Linked DNA regions of Sus scrofa: region 2 is linked to region 1. The links are chromatin contacts, called in public Hi-C maps. All regions are on one chromosome and are shown on one strand. Each heading gives the region's core, a stretch centred on a gene start, on an enhancer-like site or on the middle of the called end of the contact. The rest is flanking DNA. Distances are from core to core; before and after follow the strand shown.

Region 1 (6,354 bases), core at 2,562-5,061:
CAGGAATTAGTGTGGTGATTACTACCCAACGAGGGCAGGTGGAGGAGGGAGCGCTAACCTCTGGGGACTGGAGATTCCCTTAGGAGTTCTCTTTCTGGAGTTTCCTCCATTTCCCCCTGCTGTTCCTCGACTCCCCTCACCAACCCCTCTCTGTCGTTGTTTACCCCAAGAGAATGGCTCTGAATGCAGTGGTGCTCTTCCCTCTAGAATTAAACCCACTGGGGAGCTTCAGGAAATAACTTCTGGTATAATTTCATGGTAAAACCACAGCCTTTATCTTTTTTTACTGTGAATTGTGCCCATGAAATCTTTCCTTTAAAGGGCTCTCCTCTCTAGGAAGTAAAAGTATACAACTTGTGCCTTTAAAATACTTAAACACCATAACACTTGCTTAAAAAACATCATAACCTTATTTTTGTGGTGTATTAAGATGGCTCAGCTAAAAACATGTACAGGTATTACGTAGAACCATTGTGTATATGTGTGTGTGTTGGAAAGAGGGATATAACACAACCACCATAAACGTGACAGTGGCACACATTGAGCTTTCCCAGGTGACGCTTATTTCCTTCTCTCATTCACTCCTCAGAGCAGCCCTGTGGGGGCGGGTCTCCTCATTAACTCTGTTTTGTAGGTAGGTGCTGAGGATGAGGGTTCACACGGTGGTGGAACGAGGCCTGTGCTTTTAAATGCCAGGCTGCTGAACTTGTGCTCTGGTCTATGTTATTGTCATTGCATGTTGACTAAACAGGAGCATCTGGGAGGGAGTGTATACCAGGGGGATCATAACCCCTGTTAGAGAAAGTCCAACAGCCTCTGTTTCTGCAGGCAGGGACCATGGGAGTGGATGGAGAATTACTGATCTCTTTCATAAGCAGTAACTTAAGACTTAGCACTGAATTCTCCCACTGAGAGCCCTCTGCTTGATGCTCTGGAGAAGGCAGGGTGAGGCAAAATAGGGTGTAGGAAGAGGTGGGCTTCTTCCACGTACAGTCTCAAATGAAACTGCCAATAAATATTCCTTTTCTAGAGAACAGCTTCCAGAGTCTGACCTGTCCGTGAATACTGATGACTCTTTGGTTTAATACCAGGAGGTGGCCATGAATAAAAATGGCAAGAAAGAGACATAGGATTGAATATTTATCTTTGACTAAATATATTCATTGCTCTAAATATGGAATAAAAATAGAAATCACATTGATATATTTAATGACTCTTACTTCATGCCAGGTACTGTTCTAGATGCTTTATATACTTTATCTATATTTCATTCCCCCCACCTCTGACCAATAACCTTGAGAGGTTAAGTTCTAGCTCTGTTTTTTTAACAAGAGTGGCAACTTAGGCCCAGAGAGGTTAAGTGCTTGCCCAAGGTCACACAGCACAGAAGTAGCAGTGGGTCTCTTGACTCCTCTTCTAAGCAAATGAGGGCAAAGGCCTTGTTTTGAATGATTTTCTTCAGGTGAAGTATGACACTGCCCCTGATTTGCGTAATAAGTTTTTAATTTAAAAAGGCCACTCAGCTTTGATGTTTTTCTCCTTCAAGATTTTTTTAGATGGAAAAATTTACAGAAAATAGACATTTTAACATTTTTCATATTTGCTTTCAATTTGTTTTCTTATATAAATGGAATAAGAAAATCAGAGGACAAAGTTTGGTTCCCTTTTTACCCTCCCCAATTCTGCTTCCTTCCCCCTCTCCAAGGCTGGTAATATCACTGACTTTTAAGTCTTTCCAGCCTATGTCTTTTATATTTTCCTCCAGATATATATCCATAAACAATACATAGTAGTTTTGTATTTCCATATTTAATAATGATCACACACATGTAATTTTTAGCCTGCTTTTATTTCTCTCAGCGTTATGCTTTCGAGACCTGCCTGTCCATACACATAGATGTATTTCATCCCTGTTGACTGCTCTGGACTATTACAGAGTCTGACCACACTACATTTTATCCCTTCCCCGCTTCAAGGACATTTAGGTGGTTTTCTGTGTTGTTCTTGGGAACGCAGTGCCCCTGTGAGCCTCCAGGTGTGAGAGTATTTACAGAAGTGGGACTGCTGGGTCAGAGGGTCGGCTTTGACTTTCCAGGCAGTTCCAGAGTCTCCAGAGAGAGTCCCAACTTCAGCACGTGGGCGACTCCCCGCTCTTTTTTGCCTCTCCCTCTAACTGGCAGTAGATGTCTAACGCTTAATTTGTGTTCCGTTGGCTGTCTCTTTGTGGCCAGGCTGTCTCCCTTCCCCCAGCAGTGGCCCTGTCGGTGGCTGACACGGGAAGAAGAAAGGCATCGTTTGAACAGGGGGTCACCAGCAGACCCCCAGCCTTCCGCGTTCAATCTGACAGTGAGACCAGGGTCTAAGTGGCATCCCGAGCTCTACTCAGCAAGACAGGGGTGGCAGGGAGAGTGCAGAGCGCCGGAGAGAGGGCCCAGCTCTGCCGGGGGGGTGGGGGAGTGGGGGTGGGGGGTGGTGGGAGCTGTCCAGGACCCAGACCCCTGGGTTCCGAGCTGTCACCCAGAGCCCTTCCCAGGACTTGACACCATTCACCTCAGAGCACCAGGGCTTGCACAGAGTCACACCCGTGGCAGTGCTGGTTCCAGGTTAACTTTGGGAGCTAGCCCTGGGGTCAGGCCATCACTGGACCACTTCCCTGGACTTGAGCCTGCTGCCGGCAGCCTCCCTCCTCACATTTCAGGGCACAGTTAGACATCATACTTTTGAGTGGGCTGTCTCATTTCAAAAGCCACTTGCTCCCTGGAGGAGAGGAAAGAGTCTATCTAGCTGCCCTGGGAATTTTGTTTTCATCTCTCTTTCCTAAAACAATGGCTTGCTGTCACTTTCAGTCAGCATATTGGGTCAGCAGGATCGAATTAAGTGAAATGGGGAGTATTTTAACTGCCCTCATTTTCCCCGTGATGGATTTTTTTCTCAATGATTGACCTTCATCCATGTGCCTCCTTTTCAGAAACAACAACCACAAACACCATCAAAACAGAGACTATCCGACCTCAGGGACCTGAGGCTTGTAAACCTAGTAAAACAGCACGTGACTGTCTTGACCCTCCTCTGAAGCTGCCACATTAAGGAAAGAGTCAAGGGCAATTTTACTCACCTTTGGAAGGAATCACGGTGGTGAAAACTTCTATATTTTCATCGCTGCAGCTGTAAATCTGATGCATCGTTTCAGCCTTCTCTCCCCAAAGGTGCTGGGGAACCGGAGGCCTCTCTCTAAACCCCTAGTCGCGAGGTTTCCTAATCCAGTCTGACTCAGGGATCATTGTGCTGGTCCACAAAAGACAGGCTGGTGCTGTGAGCTCATCTCATTCCAGAGTCTTCCCTGCAACATTTTCTAATCCCATCTGTCTTTTTTTTTTTTTTTTTTTTTTTATGAATCCTATTATTGCGAACCTTTGATTGAGCGTGGCGGCTTCAGTCCCCTCCCAGCCAGGATGTATTTAACATTTTTATTTTGCCCGTGTCTGCCGCAGTGAATTTGGAAGTCTTTTGTGAAGTGGTGATGAAGTGAGATCGCCTACTCGGTTAGCGTAGCGCCAAGCGTGGCTGGAGGATTTTACCGAAAAGGAAATGTGAATTTTGGTACCCCCTTTCATTTCAGAAATACAGGGGTTTTTTTCTTCCTTCCCCTCCAGAAGAACTGGCTATTCAGTAATCTGTCATGTGCTAATTTGGCTCTCTTCAAAGTTTCTATTTTAAACAAAAGGACTGTTTTTCCAGAGCATTTTTGGCTCACGCCAGAGCATGACAAGGCTGGCATTTCTAGAGAGCTGTGTGTTTAGTATTTCCTTGTAGAAGCCTGCAGGTGCTTGTAGGGGTGTGGTGACAAGCAGTGCCTGACACTAGAAGTGCCCAATTATAGGGAGGTTATATTTTTATTATTCTAAATATCCTAACATATATTATCCTAAATATCCTATTATAGCCTATATATCTTATATTTTATGTACATAAAATGTGTCCTGTGTATATCCTATGTGTATCCTATGTATGTATATCCTGTATATCTTATGTTTTATCCTGTATAGCGTGTGTGTGTGTGTGTATATATATATATACACACTATATATATATACACAAAAAAAATAAGGCATGGTTGAAGCATAGGTGTATTATGTCAAACCCACTGCCTTTCATTTCACCAGTATAGATTTATTTCTCCCTGTTGATAACGATGATGATGCAATGTTAATAATGATAGCTGACATTTATCAAATGCTTGCCAAGAGCTAGGGAGCCCGATAAATAATCTCATTTAATGTCTACAACTACTTGGTGAGACTAGCTATTATTTTTGCCATTTTCTAGGTGAGGAAACTGAGGTATAAAGAGATTAATTTGCCCAAGATTAAAATACCTAGTTCATGGCAGAATCAGAATTTAGTCCCTAACCTGACTCCAAAGCCAGTGTACTTAACCACTAAATTGTACTCCATTCTTCATCTCCAAAGCATCCCCCCTACTTTGAACCTGGGGGGGACCTGAGCCATAATCTCTTAAACTTGGATCTGGTGACCTCTGATATTTCTGTTTTAGACAAACCTGGGGCATTTACTCATCCCGTGGTTGTCAGCATTACCTGCACGTCCCTGAGAGCAGCACAGCCACAGAGTATGGCTCTGGGGAGCCATGTCTGTTCTACTTGAATTTGTCCCCTTGGGCACGTTTTATTGAACCAGGACAACGCATAACCCAGGCTTCTGCCTCCGGGAAACAGAAGTTGGACCTTGGCCTGGGACCAGAGGGAAGGTATTGACTTTCAATATCTGAGGAGGTTCTCAGAACCAGTGGGGGTGGAGCTAATGGGAAGCCAGGGACACAAGTGGAATGCTACTCTGGAAGGGGCCTGAGGCTCGGATGCAAACCCAAGGTCAAGAGTTTTAGTTAGGGGAGGAGAGCAAGTCCTTTTACATTGACCTGTACTTGGTGGGTCTGTGGTTCTGTGTGCACTCAGGGAGGGGCCAGTGGGAGGCATGGGAGGTTGGGGGGTGTAGGGAGTATTGGGAGGGTGAGGGGTGGGTGTGGAGAGATTCAGACAGAGCATAAAAGGTGGGGAGGGGGAGGATTGCCCCCACTTAAGGGTTTCCCATTTTCTGTCTTGTCTCTTGGCCCTGTGGCCTTCCTGTCTCATGGTCAATAAGATAGCTCTGTCTCCATCTGATAGATTTCCTTTTTGCTTAAACTTAAGTAGATTTTGGTCATTTTCAGCTAAAAAGAGTACTGTCTAAAAGGCCTGTCTATAGATTTTGTAACCTCCACAGTGATTCACTTTTTGGATGCTATAAAGTTTAGAGGAGCACCTAGTACAGTAGAAAGCAAGATCCAAAATTATGTTGAAGATGGAGTTCCCATCGTGGCTCACTGGTTAACAAATCCAACTAGGAACCGTGAGGTTGCGGGTTTGATCCCTGGCCTCTCTCAGTGGGTTAAGGATCCGGCCTTGCCATGAGCTGTGGTGTAGGTCGCAGACACGGCTTGGATCTGGTGGTGTTGTGATTGTGGCATAGGCTGGTGGCTAGAGCTCCGATTAGACCCCTAGCCTGAGAACCTCCATATGCCTCAGGTATGGCCCTTTTCTAAAAAGACAAAAAGACAAAAAAAAAAAAAAAAAAAATTATGTTGAAGACATGTTAACAGACTCTAGGTAATAAAATCTGCAAGAAATTTAACAAAACTGAATGAAAATATCTCCCTTTACATTAAAAATTAATTATGGAATTGGGTTGATCTGATTAAGCAGTAATTTATGAAAAAGAAATCTGGGGATTTGGTTAACAAATGCTTAATAAGAGGTAATATTAAAGAGCAGGGGCTAAAAGACGTAGATATGGTTTCAAGGACTTGATACTAAATTGAAATTAAGAACCCTCTGGGACATCCAGAAGCCAATCAGGATTACTTGGATTTAATATCAGGAGGTCCAGGCTGGATTTTTTTCTAAGAAAGCCCAATTTAATCAATTAGAGTATATTGTACTATATCTAAGGATTATACCTGAAACATAGAAATAAATGAGCTTATATAAGGAAACACATGCAGAGAAAAACAATTCTTAAATAACTTCCCTGTTTGAAATATATTTTAAATAATAAAAAAATACCTGCTTATTGTTACACATTCAGAAATTAAAGAAAAATTGAAATCCGCTCCCTCCATTCAGGTCTCAGTTCCTAAAAGCAATTATTGTTTACAGACTAGTGGGTGCATTTTTTTCATGTGTGTGTGTGTGTGTGTGTGTATAGTTTTTTAAAAATAGAAATGGAACTATAATACACATATATGCATGCATGCACTTATTTATGGGGAACATATATAGTTCCCATCCTTTAAGTGTGC
Region 2 (6,714 bases), core at 321-2,820, 60 kb after region 1:
GTACAGGACTGAGAAGATGAACGGTGAAGCCAGATTACCTGGGTCCAAATTATGTGTGCCATTTACTTAGTGTATGACACTGGGCAAATTATTTTTCTCCATGATATTACTTCATCTATACTATGAGGATAATAACACAGCATGGCATAGGGTTCTTGTAAGGATTAGTTATTATTAATAGTACATGTAAAGTGCCTAGCACCTGGTAAGTGCCCAGTAAACATTAGCTGTTTTCTTTTCTCTTCCTCCCTCCCCTCTTTCCCTTCCTTTCTGTGCTGGCAGCATTTGGAATTTCCTGGGCCAGGGACTGAATCCAAGCCACCCACAGCTGTGGCAATACCAGATCCTTTACCCTACTGCACCACATAGGATCAAACCCTGCAGTCAGACTTTTTTTTTTTTCTTTTTAGGGAGGGTTGCACCCTCGGCATATAGAAATTCCCAGGCTAGGGGTCAGATTGGACCTGGAGCTGCTGGCCTATGCCACAGCCACAGCAATGCAGGATCCCAGCCTCGTCTCCAACCTACACCACAGCTTTTGGCAAGGCCGGATTCTTAACCCACTGAGCAAGGCCAGGGATCAAACCCTTATTCTCTTGGATACTAGTTGGGCTCTTAACCTGCTGCACCACAACAGGAACTCCCTGCAGTCAGATTCTTAACTCACTGGAACTCCTAGCTATTTTCTAATTCATGGTCTTCCCACATCTGTCTTTTCTATCCTCACCTCCTCTTATAAAGGTAGTCCAGACTTTTAACTAGTTTTAGATCCTGGAACTAGGCTTTTGCCTCTGGTGCTGTTCTTCCCTTTGCCTGAAATTCTTCTTTCCTTCCCATCCTTTCCTCCTGTTTATCTCCACCTTTTTTTTCCCCTCATATTTTCCCAGACCGACTTGTGCATCTGCACATTCAACACATTTATCACGTGGCTACTAGTACCTGGCATTTTTGGAGAAGTCAGACGTATCATAATGTTTAACTCCTTGACTGCCTGCACATACCAAGGAGTCAAGCTCCTGGTTATTGCTCTGAACCTTTCCGTGGGGTCCTGCACAGAGTTTCACCCTGTTCCCTCATGCAATTTTCCCTGCCAGATTTTAAACTGCTGCAGTCTTTCGTTTTTTTATCTTCAGCTCCTAGAATAGTTTTTGGCACGATAACATACACCCAGTACGTATGTGTTGGTTGGACACATGCATTTGTCTTGGTCACTGTGCCAGGCTCTCCATTGCCCGCCCTGATCTGAGACCGGGTGCTCTCCTTTCTGGGGCTTACTTTCCCTAACGTAGAACTGGCAGAGTACAAGCGGCCTCACCGCGCAGCGCTGGCTGCTTGGCACAGGGACGGAGCTGTCTAGGCTGGCTCGCCGCGGGCGCGCACTGCGGCAACGCGATCCAAAGTTCCTGAAAATGACTGCGGGAAGAATGCGCTGTCCCCTGCCCGCCTGCCGACCCCGTACTCACGCTGCGCGCTGCAGTTGCCTCAGCAAGTGTGCTACCCGGGCGCGAGCGGCAGCGGCCATGGCTGCACCGTTTCCCTCCTCGGGGCCCCGCCCCCACCGCCGGCCAATCCGTGCCGCTGGCTTCCCCTCCGCCCCCTCGGCCGCGCCCGCCCACCCGCTCCGCTGGGTCTCGCGCCCCCCACAGCAGCCCTCCGGCTCCAGGCCATTCTCCCACGAGGCGGAACTACGACTGCTCCAGCTGCAGGGTCTCACCCTCCGCCTTTGAAATTGCCATGCAGGTAACTGTTTAGGATACTTCCCCAAGTCTCTGTGTAAATCCTCTTTGTCACTAGTCGGAGACCTGGGAAATGTGGAGAAAGAGCATTCTTTTCCACTCTGACTCCTTTAAAATGCTATGTTGCCTTCTGCCCCCTGTCCTAGCAGAAACACTATCGATGGCACAGCTCTTTATCAGAAAGTTATCTTAAGACAGTAACAATTGAACATATTTTTATTAACCCATTATGAAATCTGAATTAATCCTTTCTTTCATAGCAATTTCTACAACTTTGTAAAAAGGGAACAACACTGAAAAAAAGACAAAACGAACTCCCAATTCTAATTTCCTATCAATTGTCAGACCAAAAACCAAGAGTAGAGTGGCTCCCTAGAGCTCTAACAGCAGAAAAAAGCCCCCTCCCCCCATTCTAGATTTACTGTTAATTTTCAGGAGATATTTAGGAAGGTGAGTTACTGAAATCAATTAAGGAAAGAAACCCAGGATAGCTGTAAACATTTCATCTCCTAATTAAACCAGCTCAAGTCAATGTGACAAATGAATCTAAAGATAATAATGTTCCAAGGTTTTTGTGGGTTTCTCTCTTCCCCAAACAGATCCCACTTGAAGCTTTAAAAGAACTGGAGACATAAATGTTGATAAAAATTTAAGTATAAAATTAGGATTAATTAAGATTGCATTATTTAGTGAAGCACAAATTTATCAGCTAGAGCAAATTAATGTTTTCAGTGTTCAAAGAGACACCAGTTGTACACTTTCAATAATATATCAGGTATCAAAAGGAGCATGAGTTTTCCTAATAAAGCGGTCTTGCTAACGTCATAAGTTAGCTGGTGGATATCTTCTAGAAAGTAAATGAAAATAATCTGTAACACGTATCCAGGTCACTGGCTTTACTTAAAACTTACAAAATTTGAAAGCAATATTAGATCCAGACATACCTTTATTAAATGGCCTTTACAACAGTTCTGAAAATGTAACCTTGTAATCTTTTTGTTCCCCCACTTTGATAAATACAGAAGCTTGTTATCAAAACAATGCTAAAAGTCTTTGAAATATGACCTCCCTCACACCACATACAAAGTTTACAAGGAAAAAAAAAGTCTGTTTAAAAACAGAACTCACTCCTAATTTCGACCAAATTCTTTCCCTAATTCGTATAGCCTTAAATACATCCTTTAATCTTCAGCCAAAGTTTTGGTTGTGGGAAATAACATTAATTTGTCCTGTGCAATATTTACATACTATTTTCAGAGGAGGGCAAGGCTGTCCCTTTAACTTCAAGCTCAGTGAAGGCAGGGGCCACATCTTTGGTGTCCCCCTACAGTGCCTAGATGTCAACATTAAGTACAGTTCTTGGTTTACAAACAAGTCCGAGGCTGAAATTTACTTCCTCCTCTTTCCTCCTTGGTGTTGCCCTCCTTTTCTCTTGCCACCCAAGCCCGGCGGCCCGGAATTCATCTTGCTTCCCACGCCCCCTTTCCTCTTCCCTCCCTGGCTGGGTGGGCCACCTTTCCTCTTACCCCCAGGACCCTGTCGGCCTCCCTTTCTTTTGCCCTTCTGGCTCATTTTCCTCCTCTTAGCCGCTTCTTCCTGGTCCTCCTCCCTCATCTGCTTATTGGTGGCTCTGGTCACGTCCAGCTGAGGCTTTTTGCTGTTCATTACTCGCAACATCTCCAACTGGCTCTTCTTCTCAGCTGCAAAGTCCCCAAAAAGGGGTTGAAACTTCCTTTTCTTGCCAGAGCCCCGGGGCGCCTTCTCCTTGGGCAGGCGCTCCTGGAAGCGCCCTACAGAGGCGGTGGAGACCTTGGCCACCTGCATGGCGCGGCCCAGCTCTTCCTTACTCTGATGTCCGGTAGGGTGCATGCCGGCCGCGCTGGGCAGCTGCATCTTGTGCGCGCGGGCCAGGTTACGCAGCCGGTTCAGCTCGTTCTTGGCTACCCGTTCCTTCTTGGCCTGAATACGCTTGGCGAACTGGTCCTCCATGGGGTCGGCATTGCTCGGCACCTCAATCAACCATTCCTTGGTATCATCGCGGGCCCGTTGGTAGCCCCAGCGGCGGCGCCACTGGCCGCTTACCTCGTCCCACACCAGGTTGGTCTTCTTCTTAGGACGGATGCCCTTGAGACGCGCAAACTGCTGCCAGCGTGTAAGAGGGCGCGGCCGGGGCACCGGCTTCTCGCGCGGCAGTCGAGTGGTGGGCTCCGGCAGCCGCGCCACCAGCGTCTCCTCCACGCGCTCGGTGGGCAGCTGCCAGAGCTGGTTGATGAGCAGCTGCGTGTTGTCCCGCGCCAGGGCTCGCAGCTCGGCCTCCTTCGTGGGTCCCGCATGCCGCAGCCCGGTCGGGGGGTTCCGGTCGGAGGCCAGCAGGTTACCCAGGTCGAACTCCAGCTCTAGTTCCTTGTGCACGGTGATGCGCTGCAGCTTTTCCGCCTCGTCCCGCTCCGCCTTTGCCAACAGCTCCTCCACGCTCTGGCCCTCCATGGCTCCGGCTGTTCCGGGGTAACAGTTCCAATCAATTCTCCAGTAGCGCCGGCAAAGGCCAAGGCAACACAGCCACGTGCAGTCGCCCAGACGCTCGTCCCGGAAGAGAAAGCTCCACTTCCGGAGCAGCCGGAAAAGGCTCACAACGCGGGCGACCCGAAGAAGGGCCGGCAGAGGGCGGTGTTGGAGAACAGATGGGGTTAGAGACGGCCCTTGGGCTCCAGCCCGGATGTAGGCGGAGCAGGAGCGAGGAACCCGCGCACTACGAAGTCCAAGGTTTGACTGGCACCGGGGCTTCCACTAGGCAGTGGCGTGAGGGAGGGAGGGGCAGTGAAAATTTTGGGGGCCCCAGAATAAGGGGGTCTCGGAGCGACTGTGTTACACTAAGTTAAGTCAGTTCTCAAGATACTTACTAAGTCAGTTCTTCTTGGGAACAGATAAATTATATTTCACCAGAGCCCATGGGGCCCTGGGTGTGGGCCGACAGAGGTCCTTCCCACGGATGTACTTAAAGCCAAGTGTAGACGAAGACTTGGTTTGCTTTGGAAGCCATAGGCAGCTCTGAGTGGGCACGGCCGTGACCCCATCCCAGCCGCCCGATGCCTGGTCTTCCCCGCCCCGGGCTACATCCTCTCACATCCTCTCCTGGCTAGTGGCTAAAGAGCGACTGGCTCTTCTGTTAGACCGCCTTGGTTACAATCTTGACTGCGCTGGTGTTTGAACTTCAACTGTTTAACTTATTTGGCCCTATTTTAAAACCCGTAAGATGAAAGTACTAATAGTACCTACCTCCTAGGGCCACTATAAAGATAAATGAGTTAATATGCCCCCAAGGGAGCTTACTCTAGGGTCTGGATATCAGTGCTCTGAAGGTGAGCTAAATACCAATTACTGTTTAATCTTCGTAATGGCTTGAGGAGCTGTGGCTGGAAGGGCAATCTTACACAGTGATTAAACACCAGGCTCTTGAATTAAACGACCTAGAATAAGATCCATGTTTATTGTACCTGCTTTGGACGGATTGTTTAATATAAGTCCTATAAGTTAATAAATATGAAGCATTAGTTACTGGCACATAGTAAGCATTCAGTAAGTGTTAGTTACTGTAATTCATCATATTCCACTGATGACAACAGAAGACTCAGAGAGGTAAAATGACGTCTAAGGTTTTACAACTAGGGAAGCTGGGAGCAGGATTTATTTTAACGCTGGCTTTAAGACTACATGAATATTCTCTGCAATGTTTTACAGGCTCTTGATACTTGAAAAGTGTGGTGTGGTGACCTGGGCCTTAGAAATGTAGACTCTTTGGCCTCACCCCAAATGTAAAGATTTAGAACCTTCATTTTTAACAAGATAGCTAGGTGATGAGTATGGTCAAGTTTGGGAGGCACTGCTGGTTGTGTGGTTTACAGGTTTTATTTTATCTTAATTGGATTACTGAAGAAGGGATTAGTTGGAGAATTAACCCATGAATATAGATATCGCTGTTTGGAATAGATTTAGTTGAGGGTGAGCTCAAGAGGGCTTTAGCTACAGCCCCATCTATCACATCTGCCCCCCTGAGTTTCGTCTCTTCTTGAGCTCACTGTTTTTCCTCAGTTCTGCTTTGTTTATTCACTCTTTAAACATTTAGTGAGCATGTTTTATGCCCCAGGAATTGGGTTATAATATTTTTTCTCTTTTCCAAAAGCATTTTCAAGATTTGCTGCGGTTTTTCTGAGCCTTTGTCTTAACATTCAACACCAACTCTTTTTTACCAATCACTCTTTGGGGCCAAAGCTAGGTCAAAGGTCATATTAGGTAACTGCCTTGAATATTAAAGCCTTGGGGATTTGCCATAGGAGAACATTAAGGACCTTGAAAGGGCTGCTCTGGGCTCGACTTAGCTTCTAATTCATTCATTCATTCATTCATTCATTTAACAAAAATTTGAATGACTATCATGTTCCAGACAATAGATACAAAGATTACTGAGACCTTATGGAACAGTGAGGAAGAAAGGAAGTTAAGAGAAATGTACAATATGACATGATTAAGCCTTAAATAGGAAGTACAATAATGTGGAATTCAGCTCCTCTGTCAATCTTCTGAGTTAGGAAAAAAAAGAGCAGGTATCAATAGGTGTTGAATGGTATGAATTCTCACTGGATGCAGTACTGTTTGGTTTGAATCATATAGATTAGCTCATAATTGAACTTTGTTTTATGCTCAAGTGTTTTTTTTTAAATAATCCAAGTCAATTTTAATTTCCTTGATAACCAGAGACTGATTTTTACTTACCTTTGCTGGGCCTACTGCTAGGTACATGCTAGGAGTTCAACACATGATTGCTTGAAAGGATAAGCCTAATAAGTAGACTTTTCTAAATTAAAAAGGGATTAATATTGGCTGTTATATTCGAGCAAAGCTAGTAAGACTGGGATTTGGGGCTTTAAAAAATACCTTAGGCATGTAGGTATGTGGTGGTATCCAGCTTGCACTTGTATCA

The links. A called contact is a pair of places that touch in the nucleus more often than the background predicts.
Region 2: a Hi-C map of epiblast stem cells shows a contact between it and region 1, with 2.2 times the contacts expected there. The contact joins the promoter of ADHFE1 here to the promoter of C4H8orf46 in region 1. A contact is called at or near these places in 2 of 47 Hi-C or Micro-C datasets (embryonic fibroblasts and epiblast stem cells) and 1 of 2 datasets of contacts at active chromatin or transcription factors (alveolar macrophages).

What each region holds. Positions count from the first base shown.
Region 1 is chr4:68,221,320-68,227,673 of Sscrofa11.1, forward strand. C4H8orf46 reads right to left here and starts at 3,812. Exons shown (of 6, transcript XM_003125610.4): 1 at 3,116-3,812. The coding sequence starts at 3,182.
Region 2 is chr4:68,283,866-68,290,579 of Sscrofa11.1, forward strand. It overlaps ADHFE1 (hydroxyacid-oxoacid transhydrogenase, mitochondrial), which reads right to left and starts at 1,571. Exons shown (of 14, transcript XM_003125603.4): 1 at 1,464-1,571. The coding sequence starts at 1,522. RRS1 (ribosome biogenesis regulatory protein homolog) reads right to left here and starts at 4,348. Exons shown (of 1, transcript XM_003125604.4): 1 at 1,938-4,348. The coding sequence starts at 4,223. The coding sequence ends at 3,126. It overlaps LOC110260284 (a long non-coding RNA gene), which reads left to right and starts at 1,624. Exons shown (of 3, transcript XR_002343277.1): 1 at 1,624-1,740.